2 separate regions of the Pan troglodytes genome follow, and region 2 is linked to region 1. The links are chromatin contacts, called in public Hi-C maps. All regions are on one chromosome and are shown on one strand. Each heading gives the region's core, a stretch centred on a gene start, on an enhancer-like site or on the middle of the called end of the contact. The rest is flanking DNA. Distances are from core to core; before and after follow the strand shown.

Region 1 (6,548 bases), core at 1,622-4,121:
CCATTGAAACCTACTATTCAGGAAAAAAAATTCTTTTAAAATATTACTGCTCATTGACAATGCACCTAACTCAGACCCAAGAGCCCTGATGGAGATGTAGAAGGAGATTAATGTTCTTTTAATGCTGGCTAAAATGGCATGCTTTCTGCAGCCCATGGATAAAGTAGTGATTTTGACTTTCAAGTCTTATTATCTGAGAAATACAGTTTTAAGGATATCACTACCACAGATAGTGATTCCACTGATGGATCTGGATGAACTACATTGAAAACCTTCTGGAAAGGATTTACCATTCTAGATGTCATTAAGAACCTTCATGATTCATGGGAAGAGGTCAAAATATCAACGTTAACAGGAGTTTAGAAGAAGTTGATTCCTGTCCTCATGGATGACTTTGAGGAGTTCAAGACTTCAGTGGAGGAAGTAGCTGCAGATGTGGCAGAAACAGCAAGAGAAATAGAATTAAAAGTAGAATCTGAAGATATTTCAGCCAGATTTGCTGCAATCTCGTGATCAAACTTGAATGTATGAGCAGTTGCTTCTTATGGATGAGCAGAGAAAGTGGTTTCTTCAGATAAAATCTACTCCTGGTGATGATGCTGTGAACATTGTTGAAATGACAACAGAAGACTTAGAATATTACATCAACTTAGTTAATCAAGAAGTGGTAGGGTTTTAAAGGATTAACTCCAACTTTCAAAGAAGTTCTACTGTGGGTAAAATGCTATCAAACCTTATCTCATGGTGCAGATAAATCTTTTGTGAAAGGAAGAATTAATCAATGTGGCAAGTGTCATTGTTGTCTTTTCTTTATTGTTATACTTTAAGTTCTAGAGTACATGTGCACAATGTGCAGGTTTGTTACACAGGTATACATGTGCCATGTTGGTTTCCTGCACCCATCAACTTGTCATTTACATTAGGTATTTCTCCTAATGCTATCCCTCCCTCAGCTCCCCACTCCCGGACAGGCCCTGGTGTGTGATGTTCCCCTCCCTGTGTCCATGTGTTCTCATTGATCAGTTCCCACTTATGAGTGAAAACATGGGGTGTTTGGTTTTCTGTTCTTGTGATGGTTTGCTGAGAATCATGGTTTCCAGCTTCATCCTTTTAATCACAAATGATTAAAAATTCATTTGTGATTAAATCCCTGCAAAGGACATGAATTCATCCTTTTTTATGGCTGCATAGTATTCCATGTTGTGTATGTGCCATATTTTCTTAATCCAGTCCATCATTGATGGACATTTGGGTTGGTTCCAAGTCTTTGCTGTTGTGAGTAGTGCTGCAATAAACATACTTGTGCATGTGTCTTTATAGTAGCATGATTTATAATCTTTTGGGTATACCCAGTAGTGGGATCACTGGGTCAAATGGTATTTCTAATTCTAGATCCTTGAGGAATCATCACACTGTCTTCTACAATGTTTGAACTAATTTACACTCCCATCACTGTTGTCTTATTTTAAGAAATTACCACAGCCACCCCAACCCTCAACAACCACCACCCTGATCAGTCAGCAGCCATTAGTATCAGGACAAGATCCCCCACCAGCAAAAGGATTACAACTCAGATGATCACTAGCATTTTTTAGTTAAGGTTTTTAGATGTAATTCCATTACACACTTAATGGGCTGTAGTATAGTGTAAACTAAACTGTTTTTTTTTTTTTTTGAGATGGGGTCTCACTCTGCTACCCAGACTGGAGTGTGGTGGCATGATCTTTGCTCACAGCAACCTTTGCCTCCTAGGCTCATGCCATCCTCCCACCTTAGCCTCCAGAGTAGCCAGGACCACAAGTGCACACCACCATGCCTGGCTAATTTTTGTATTTTTTGTAGAGACAGGGTTTTGTTATATTGCTCAGTCTGGTCTTGAATTCCTGGGCTCAAGCAATCTGCTCACCTTGGCCTCCCAAAATTCTGGTAGTACAGGAGTGAGCCACCATGCCCGGCAGTGTAAACATGACTTTTATATGCACTGGGAAACAAAAAAATTCATGTGATTGCTTTATTGTGATATTCATCTTATTGCAATATTTTATTTACTATGGTGGTCTGGAATTAAACCCACAATATTTCTGAGGTATGCCTATGCATTAGTTTTGCTTGTTTTTGAGTGTTATGTCAATGGAATCATACAGTATGTTCTCTTTTGTGCCTAGTTTCTTTCACTCAATGTTATGTCTTTACATAGTGTGACTAAGTTTTTTTCCTCTTGTTTAATTTTTATGTTTTAACTTCTATAACAGTTCAGTAATAGATGCATATAATTTATAAATAAGCCAGGGATGTGTGCATAAAAGTTTGCAGTTCTTGGGTTAAAGTATGGCACCATTTGTGTGAATGTCAACTTTAAATCCCAGATAGACTCACTAGCTTTTTAAAGAGAGAACTACTCACAACTACAGACTATGATGACCTCATCTAGGTATTTGTATTTAATAAACATTTATTTATGAGAACCCACTATGCACAAGTGTTTGTAGGCACTGTGAGAGTTACACAGGCAAAATAAAAAGATGTAGCTCAGTCTTTCAAGGAGTCTATCACTGGTAGGAGAAACAGTGCAGTAAACTCATATGATCACTCCAGACAGAATTGAGAATCTACAAAAGAGACACAACTAAAATGATATAGAAGCCTGGATGAAGGATGACCAATCTTCCAAGAAGCTAGAAAAGGCCCCTTGAGACTTGTACTAGATAAACTTTGAGCCCCTTTATACTTTCTAGCTTCCAATATTTAATCAGATTTCTCATTACAGACATAGGATCTTTATTCTCACTGTGCATTGCTTTATGTTTCAGGTTTATGGATACATGGTATATATTGTGCTCAGTCAAAAGGGGGCAGCATTCACCCTTCTTCTGAAAATCAGAGACCACTTTGGCCACATCTCTTTCTTTCTAGGAAAAGAATACTTTTACCAGATAGCGTTTCAGAACATAGATATAAATTTTAAGCCTCTTGTTTTAATTGTTTGTTTATAGAGATAGCAACTGATTTGCACCTTCACGTCACAGAGCCCAACATATCGCACAGGTATAAATGAAGTCAAGCTGTCTCTGTGCCCAGAGTTTCCCTTATTTCTGCCTTTGTCCCTTGATTGGGCGTGGCAGTCTTGCTCAGACTCAGATTGCTAAAGGGCGGTGGCTGAAATGAACAAAAGGAATCAGACCTTTACTCTTAGCCTGAGAAAAAGATTGCCAAGGGAAGCTTGGGGAGAAAGCGCAATGCTGAGTGGTTGCATCATTGTTTTGACTACCTAATGCTTTTTTTCTCTTCTGACTGTTTATCCTTTTTAAGCTTCTGTTTATAAGCATAACAATTATATGAAAGGTAAATAAGTTACATGCACTACAGGGATGTATGACTGTGCTCTGTCTTGGCGGCATTCGTCTCTTTATTAGCCAAGTAACCTTTACAGTTTAAGTACTACACAGTTGCTGCAGTCCTTTTCTTGCTGACGCAGTAGTAGAGGCAGTGGTGGTGAAAACTGAGAGAGGTTTAATGCTGAAGGTCTCAGACTGTGTATCTCTATGTCTATGACCTCTAACCACCAGACCGGCAGATAACTGATTTCATTTTGTTAGTGAAACACTGATTTTAATTGCTGACTTATACAGCTTCCATGTTATACTTGATTGGTTTTGAGAAAATCAATGTTGATGGCCAAAATTCCAAATTAACTATTTCTTTCTAGATTTAATCATACTGTATACAGCCCTAAATTGCCCTCTAAGCGACTTAAAAAAAAATTGAAGAGTAGAGCTTTACCAAATGTCTCTGAATGATAAAGGAAGTTGACCCACCCTATAATTAGCTTTTGTAAATATCAAGTCAAAGGTCAGAGCAAAGGTCATCTGATTTCTTTCTTTTGTGAAGAAAACAAGGGATTGTAGTCAGTATGACTGATTTCAGAATAGTGGCTAAAGATGAAGTCATTGCTTTCTTTCAAAGCAGAAATTGTAAAAGTAAATAATTTGGAATAATCACAGAAATAATTACATTAATATGAATAGCAAATAGCAGGTGATCATTTGTGTAGCATTTACAGATACTGTGACCCTTGGTTTTAGACCTTGTGCAGTGTTTTTCTCTGTCAGGTACATGATGCTGGGAGAGCAGCTCTCTAGGAGACCTCTGATGACATCATGTCACTGTCCTCTGAGGCCACAACACAGCTGCCATGCCACACACTGGCTCAGAACACACAGTGGGGCATAGCCAAAAAGTTCACAAAGTAAAGAAATGTCAACTTTCTACATTTTAGCATTCATTTGCCTGCATTAACCAACATTGTGCAATATATAAAGTCTAAAGCCCATGTGAGAGATAAGACAGAATTATTTGCATTTCTGCTGAAATTAAGCATGATGAAGTAGAAACTTATTACTTTTAAAACCAAAAAATGAATCTAAATATGTGTGTGTCAATCAAATGATGAGTTAGGACTTCCTCATGAACTGGAGAGGAAAATTGGATGACCAGCTATCCTGAGTTGCTAGGGACTGAGAAGGTGTCCAGGATGTGACATTTTCAGTTTTAAAATTAAGGCTATCTTAGGCAAACTGCAACAAGTTGGTCACCCTAACTGGAAGAGATCTTTTTGGCTATGTTGTCCAATTATCTTATTTTGCAGCTGAAGAAAATAAAGATTATGGAAATCATAAGATCCCAGCAGGATTATTTTTCTCCCTAATTCTTGTCAATGTCTTTTCTTTTCCTAGCTTCTCAGGTCATGTATTAAACTTAGACCACAGGATCATGCAAATGGCCCCTATTAGGTGGGCCAGGGGGTGAGCACCTAGAGTGCTCCTAGAGTGGAGGGGTGGCTCCAAGAGTGGCTGTCCTTCTCATGTCTGAAGGTCACTTGGCTGACTGTGGGAATGCCTGGCTATCTTCCAGGAGAGCAGAGAATGCCTCTATCAATAGTTTGAACACTGTTCTGTAACTTTCTGAGTGACACTGCAAAGTACCAAAGATAGAAAGAAGGCACAGAGGGGGAAAATGGGCATCTCAGTCTGCTCTGGCAGCTATAACAAAATACCATATACTGGGTGGCTTATACACAACAGAAATTTATTCCTCACAGTTCTGAGGCTGAGAAGTTCAGATCAGGGCATCTGCTGACTCAGGTGAGGGTCCCCATGCTGGTTCATGGATGGCACCTTCTACATGTCCTCAAATGGTGGAAGGAACTAGCTAGCTCTCTGGGACCTCTGTTACAAGGGCACTAATCCCATTCGTTGGGGGCTCTGCCCTCATGTCCTAATCACCTCCCAATGGTCCCATCTCCTAATATCATCAACTTAGGAGTTAGGTTTTAACTTATGAATTTTGGGGGTCACAAATGTGCAGATCATAGCAAGGTGCAGATCATAGCAACTGGGTTCTGAGACTTGAGCAATGTCAGGGATTCACAGCATTTCAAATGTGTGGGCAAGTTGCTGACACCTTTTCTTCTGGGTCATAAGGAAAACAGAAAATGTGATTAAATAATTCAGCCTGATTTTGGGGTTTTATTTGTAATGACTCCTAGAAGGATTTGCCTTTCCAAATAAGGACCATGGAAAGTAATAAGTACATAAATGAATGAAGAGGCTGAGTGAGAGGTATTTTATAGCTGCGTGTGTTGGGGTGGGTGGGGCACTGAAGGGAGAGTTAGATGGTGATGTACTATATAGACTGCTTTCAGTGTTTTCCTCAAAACCCTGAAACAGTTCCTCAAAACACATAATGCTAGGAGAGCAGCTCTCTAGGAGACCTCTGATGACATCATGTCACTGTCCTCTGAGGCCACAACACAGCTGCCATGCCACACACTGGCTCAGAACACACAGTGGGGCATAGCCAAAAAGTTCACAAAGTAAAGAAATGTCAACTTTCTACCTTTTAGCATTCATTTGCCTGCATGCTTATACCAGAAAGAAAATGAGAACTACTAATACTGCTTATACCAGAAAGAAAATGAGAACTACTAATAATACTTCATTTCATTCATCAAAGAGAATAATTACAGAACTAAAGAAGAGAGAGCAAACGTGGTAAAAACATAGTACAAACAAAATAAAACATACTCAAAACAGAATAGATGGAGGCAAGGGTAGTCAAAACTACTAAGAACCCAGATATGTGGTTATTCTTCATTAAAAAATAGACCTATCTCCCTTATTCCTATTTTATCTACTGAATGTATTATCCTACCTCAATCCACTGAACTCATCTCTAATTCTCAGCCTGAATGCTGTTCCCTAAGGAAAGTCTTCTCTAACCTCCTGATTCTATTTTAGGTCCCCCTATTAAATGCCTTTAAAACACTGTATACTTTATCATAATGTGATACAAAAATGAAACTTGGCATGAATTAAACTAAATTACACTTATAATAATTTAATGTCTGTATCCCTGCTAGACTGTAAATTTCTTTTTTTTTTTTTTTGAGATGAAGTTGTCTCGCTCTGTCACCCAGGCTGGAGTGCAGTGGCACGATCTCGGCTCACTGCAAGCTCCATCTCCCGAGTTCACACCATTCTCCTGCCTCA
Region 2 (6,548 bases), core at 2,477-4,976, 590 kb after region 1:
GAGATTGAGACCATCCTGGCCAACATGATGAAAACCCATCTCTACTAAAAAAATTGCAAAAATTAGCTGGGTGTGGTGGCACATGCCTGTAATCCCAGCCACTCGGGAGGCTGAGGCAGGAGAATCACTTGAACCAGGGAGTGGGAGGTTGCAGTGAGCCAAGCGGAGATTGTGCCACTGCACTCCAGCCTGGCTACAGAGGAAGACTTCATCTCAAACAAACAAACAAACAAAAAACAAAAACCAAAACAAAACGAGAAAACAAGAACAGCAGTGGGAATGGAGCACAGTAGAAACAGAAGTGAAGTGAGAGAAAAGTCAGAGACAAGGCCTTGAGTACTAGGCAGATTTTTTTAATCGGAAAGCATATTTGTTTACATTTCAAGGTGTGATAAGAACCAGGACCATGGAGACATCTCCAGGTTGCAAGGCTAGACATGGGGGGACAGCTGTCCCTCTTTTTCCTACATAAATGCCCAGATTCATGTAGTCAGGCCCTTTGTCTGCGGTGAACTCCCTCACATGTAACATGACATTCAGTTTTCACTATATTGCCCTGGGGGTAAGAACTGGGGCAAAGGGTAGCTGGTGTGTCCTGTGTATAAGCAAATAATAATATGGTCTGCTCTAGAACCCATATGTTGGCATCCAGCATAATACAATCAAATACAGATATTATGCGCTTAATGCATAGTATGATTCCTCTTTTTACACTAGCATGCTGGCTGCTGTTCAGATAATGGATTAGAAGGAGAAAAATGAAAGTGGGAAATCGGTTAAAAAGCTGTAACAGTAGATCAGGTTTGTGTTATGGTGGTGGCAGTAGAAGTGAAAATATTCAAGATCTATTTTGGTGATAGAGTTGACTAAGTTAGCAGATAGAATGAGGGAAAGAGAAATCAAGGTTGATGCCCAGATTTTTGGCTTGAGAAACCGGGTGGATGCAGGGTCGGTTTCAGAGAGGGAGAAGCCTGAAAGAGGGGCAAGTGGTGAGGGGCAGAGTTAAAAGTGCAGTTTTCAATGTGGTGATAAACATCATCCAGCATCAGTGTTGGTGGCTGGCCTTTTCTGTGTTTGCCATTTATGCCAGAGAGATAATAGGTAGTTTTTCTTCATGTTTATTTTTTCTTTTTATGATCTGAAGCTACAGTTCTGTCTCATAGGGCCCTACTGAGTTCCCCTTGTCTTAAATCCTATTAAAATGCCTGGCCTATGTGACTCCACCCAAATTAATCTGTGATATCCTCTGGAGTCCATCCTCTCAAATCACCTTGAGTACTTTCCTTCTTGCTGTTCATTCTCCACTGAATTCCCATGCCCCCAGATTAAGAAAGTAATCTGATAAATAACTAAAAAATATATTATTTGCGCCCATATATTTATGATTTATTTTTGAATATTCAAAATTCCCTGCTTTAGCCCAAGTTTCGCAGTGATTTTTATGCTGCGATCTTAAAGATTCCTTTATTATGGCTTTGTGTGTGTCTGTTTTGCTTAACCGGAACCACATTTCCAAGAACTCCTTTTGTTTCCGGGTCAGGACTGGCCACAAGGAAAAAATGAACAAGATCTGGAAGGCAGAAAAGAAGCACCAACTATCTTTATGATTTGAAGGTGGGTGTGAAACCAGGCTCACCTAAGTTGTCACTGATCTGCTGGTTCACCCTGTTGGCATGGGCTCCTTCAAGTCCTGCTAGATACCCCTGCTTCCGCTTCTCTGAATCCCTGGCTAGGTATGTGTATGTTTCCTTGGTGAAAAGCGTCAGTTTATGCTGCAAGTCATTTACATGGAGGCCATGAGAAACAACTATGAGTTTCATTTTTTCTTTGCTGTATCCATTTCGTAGGCATCTTTCCTTCTTGATCATCAGCCCTGCAGACTTCACGCACAAAAGTAGATGCAGAGGCCTTAGACTACTTAACACATTCTCATAATTGCATAGAATCTAAACCCTATAATAAATCCCTGGTTTTATATCACTCACAATGGTTCTACTTCCCCAGTAGAACTATAACTGATACATATGCAATGTAGTATCGCATAGCTAGCGTTTCCATACAGTATAAAAGAATATTAGTTTATTTTTCACTATGATTTTGATTTACATTTTTATCACATCATATCTCTTTTACCTCTATAGCAGGCTCAAAACTTGCTATAGATTGAAATGCTTACAAAAGAGTAGTTCTATCATTCTTTAGTATTTCTCAGACTATTACTGTGTCTGATTACTAAGGAACAAAAATGTTTATTTTTATAATTAAGTACATATACATTAATTTTGTTGTACATTTTTTTGCTTTCAACATCAAATTCTGTTTATGCATGCACGTGTAGCAGAAATTGTTGTGCCTTGTATGAATGTTTTTATAGTCCTTAAAAATAATGGATGCAATATCTGTGGTAGCCTGACAGTTTAAATAATGTTCCATTGCTCATTTTATTCAACAAATTTCCATTCAGCAGTTCTTAGCGGTATCTACAATATGTCCAGATCAGTGAATTTCTATGAGGGATTCAAAAGAAATATAAGACAAAATTCCTTCTCTCGTGAAACTTATGGTCTAATATTTACTTTTATAAATAAAGGAGAGATTGAGAGACAGATTGTGTGAGAGAGTGAGAGAGTGTGTGTGTGTGTGTGTGTGTGTTTGTGTTAGGGGAGAGAGGGTTGACTTGTAGCCTTCCCCCAGGGGTGCAGCTTCAAGTAATAACAGTCCGTATTAGGGCAAGGTGGGTACTGTGGCAAACTGGAGAGCCACTTGCCCCTTCTAATGGCAGTAACAGCTCCTCAACTCCCACCAATGGGGTTACCATTTAGGTCAAGTCTCTAGATGTTCTCTTGTTCAAGGGATGCTGTAAATTGGGACAGTTACATGAAAATTCCCACTTAAAAAATATGCACGGAGCGGGCACGGTGACTCACACCTGTAATCCCAGCACTTTGGGAAGCCGAGGCAGGCGGATCACCTGAGGGCAGGAGTTCGAGACTAGCCTGGTCAACATGGTGAAACTCCGTCTCTACTAAAAATACAAAAATTTCCCGGGCGTGGTGGCGCACGCCTGTAGTACCAGCTACTCAGGAGGCTGAGGCAGCAGAATCGCTTGAATCTGGGAAGCAGAGGTTGCAGTGAGCCTAGATTGCACCATTGCACTCCAGCCTGGGCAACAAGAGCGAAACGCTGTCTTAAAAGAAAAAAAAAAAAAAATGCACGGAGGGAAAACAGCCCGGAGGCTGAATCCTGTCCAACGGTAGTTATAACCCTAGTTTTTCCAACACGAATAAATATAAAGGCATCTTGCTCCTCTGGAAATAGGGAGAACCAGACCTAGCTATCTTCTTGAAAGAGAAAAAAAAAAATACTTCTGCATCCTCTCAACTTAAAACGAAGGAAATAAGATAGTTATCAATCAGCATCATTTGGGCATATTGCTATTATTTACTATCATTTTATTAAAATTAATAATTTATAAATTTACTGTAAAAACAGAGCCTGCCTTGCGCGTAGCACTCGATAAACGCTTTTTATTATTCTGCTTGTTGACGCTGTTACCTCTCTTTTGGAGTAAAAGGGGGCGGAATCACAACAAGACCCCAGGACCCCGTGTGCACGCACGTGTCGGGGGAGCTGACCTATGACAAACATGTGCAGAGCTCTAGTACCCAGCCACGCGGAGGCTGCCGGTTGACAGAAGCGTTGCTGCCCCCTGCCGCCGAGTTCACCCTGCCATCACTGCTGGAAGCCGCACCCCTAGGAAAGGCTGCAAACCCACCCTGCCCCCAACACACCCGCGCTCCCTCTCTGCAGGCCGGCTCCATCCCCGCCCCCAGGTGGCCAAGCAACACCGCCTTCTAGCTTCCTCCCGACCCGGCGGCGCCTGCAGCTGCCTGGGGAAGGAGCCCCGCAGCAGCGCGAGCGGGTGGGCGGGGGGTGCGCGGGCCGCAGGGCAGGAGGGAGGGCGCAGGAAGGCGGGCGGGGAGAAGCTAGGCGGCCGGGCCCCAGCGGTCGCGCCCAGCCCTGCCTCTCTCCCTTCTCGAATCACAGGCGGCCTGACTCACTCCTTTGTTTCTGGAAAAGATCTATCTGTACTAGCCCGAGGCGGAATTCACCCCGCCCGCACTCATCAGAAATCGTTTGCTTATTCTCTGCGCCCCTCCGTGCTCGCCTGGGACGCGGGCGGAATCCTGACGCAGGCTGTCAGCCGCGGTGACGGGTGACACCGGATGAGCAGCCGTCCGCGCCGCCTTCCCTGCGCCGACGGGCAGCGCTGCGTTCGGCGCGCACTTCTGCCCCCTCGTGGCAGGAGCAAGCATCGCAGCAGCGCCGACACCACCGCCCACCTGCAGCCCAGGGAGCGTCACTTCTGGGTGTTTTTCAAAGGGAGCATTTTTACAGCTCCATTCAACTTCTGGGATTAGGAGATGTGGCTCCCAGGTTGATTACTAATGAATGAGAAGGGGTGTGGTCTGTGCGTGTATGTTCTTGTGTGCGTGTACGCGTGTGAGAGAGGGAAGGGGGGAGAACAACTGTAAGAGCATGTTTGTGGTGACAGGATAATGGAGAGGGGAGGAAGGAAGGGGAAAAATGAAAGAGATTAAAAAGCAAGAGAGGCAAAGTGACAGTGACAAGGGAAGAGAGTGACAGGGAAGGATGCAGAAAGAATGCAGGGAGCAACAGTTTGATGGGAAATGGGAGGGGACTTCTGCATGAGAGAGAGGTGAGGATTTGACATCTGTGAGAGGTAAAGTTTCATTTTGGTGAAGTGAACCTTGTGAACATTTCAATATACCTCTCTCCTGCTTTACGTCCCATTTTGTTTGGCAGCTGCTAGAAATGAGTTTCCATTTTTCTGTCTTGTTTTAATATTCTCATGTCTCCCACATCACTAAGATCATTAGAGGCAGAAACAATTATGTCATGCATTCCCTGCATCTGACAGAACCCTCTGTGCGTGCTGGTTTATTAACTCCAGCCTTGCCCCTCTGCCATCAGCTACATCTGCTTTTGTTATTCTGATCCACGTTTCATGAGCATGCACACACACACTCTCTCCCTCTCTCCACTGACCTCTGTGGGCTCACTTGTCCTTTGGGAAATAGACCAGTAGCTGCTCAGAATCCAAATGTACGTGACAAACACTCTTGAAAAGGCTTCTGCCACCTACTCATCAACAAACAAGCAAAACAAAGCCCCAACAGCCACAAATAGCCACAAAAAAAGGTTCTTCTGGATCACATCTGTAACTCTTGACCTAATCCTTTCATTTTCCCTAGAAGAACAAAAGAAAGAGAGAGTTTTTGCAGGATCTGTGTTAGGCTATAGCTTGTTACGGTGGCAAAAAGGTTAAAAGGGATTTTCTATACCCCATTCTTAGTTACTATTTTGCCAACATTACCCCACACACAAGTATGTGTGTGGGGGGTCACATTTAGAAAGTCTGGACAGGATGATAAAAATTGTTTTGGCAGAAGATAAATCATTGCATATGGGCGTGGGCAGTAATGCCCAAACTCATTTACCGTAACAAATGGTTTCATGAAAATATTTTGGTCAGTACAGCTTATTTTGGCATACTGAGAGGTGGCTGCCTATCTGTGTGATTGCATAGAGAGGATGGACATCTTGTGGGTCAGCATTGCTTAATTCATTCAGAGGGAGCTCTGAGGAGAGTGGCCATCCTTGGTGTTTGACCTTCATACTGAGGCGTGCCCAGGGATTATTGAGGATAGGAATGCAATTTGGAGATAAACCATTCTTTCATAATTTTAGTAAATGGATTATGATGCATGTAAGCAACAAGAAGAGAAAAATGCTTTGGGACTTCCAAATACAAAACCTTTCTCTGACATGGCTATATCAGAGGGGGAGAGTTATAATATTTTTGCCGCAATCAGTTGTTCTGAAGTTCAAAAGAGATAATATAAGTGAACATGCTTTGCAAACTCAGAGGATGCTTCCTGAAGCAAAGGCAAAACAATGCCATGGAGACAAAGGATGTTTGCCACAAGTGTTTCAGAACCAATTGACTATGTTATCTCCAAATCATTAAATAATTGTTTAATTATCCTCTTAATATGCGAACATTTACGTTTCACTTCCCTAGTTTCCTTTTTATTCCTCCATGATATGTCTTTCTGCTTGAATCTGTTTAGTGCCTTTGCTTAGGATCCTCCATCAGGGTTTCAGCCAAGGAACCCCTACTCTTAGTTGGGGTTCATTGAAGCTGTGGCCAAGTTGAGTCTATGGTAGCAGTCAATGAGTGCTTCTCAGTTCTCTGCTCACCTGCTCAGATCCATGCTTGGCTGCTGTGCCCTAAAGGGAGCTAATCACAAAGAACTTATATGTATCTGTGAATCTAGGTCTTTATGGGATGGGGATGTGAACTGCATTTTCTATTGATAGTAGAAATGCAGTGATTTTATATATATATAATATATATATCACACACATATATGTATACTGTGTATATATGCACACACATATCCATATATGTATATAAAATCTCACAGTATGTATATTCTCCCACCCTGACACACATCTACCAA

Evidence for each region. Hi-C and Micro-C count contacts between places; a contact is called where the count stands out from the background.
Region 2: a contact with region 1 is called in a Hi-C map of stem cell-derived neural progenitor cells, with 6 times the contacts expected there. The contact joins two enhancer-like sites. A contact is called at or near these places in 2 of 7 Hi-C or Micro-C datasets (induced pluripotent stem cells and stem cell-derived neural progenitor cells), 1 of 1 datasets of contacts at active chromatin or transcription factors (stem cell-derived excitatory neurons) and 1 of 1 other capture datasets (stem cell-derived neural stem cells).

What each region holds. Positions count from the first base shown.
Region 1 is chr2:118,530,695-118,537,242 of NHGRI_mPanTro3-v2.0_pri, forward strand. All of the region lies in intron 3 of LOC134809466 (a long non-coding RNA gene), which reads left to right. Among named protein-coding and RNA genes, the nearest start is that of ZBTB20, 71 kb to the left of the region's middle. Within about 2 kb of position 2,872, at least 6 of the 24 cell types and tissues checked have an H3K27ac peak or open chromatin away from gene starts, as enhancers often do. A contact at or near this core is called in stem cell-derived neural progenitor cells and stem cell-derived neural stem cells, where this site is marked.
Region 2 is chr2:119,118,520-119,125,067 of NHGRI_mPanTro3-v2.0_pri, forward strand. No RefSeq gene overlaps it. Among named protein-coding and RNA genes, the nearest start is that of GAP43, 160 kb to the left of the region's middle. Within about 2 kb of position 3,727, at least 14 of the 24 cell types and tissues checked have an H3K27ac peak or open chromatin away from gene starts, as enhancers often do. A contact at or near this core is called in stem cell-derived neural progenitor cells and stem cell-derived neural stem cells, where this site is marked.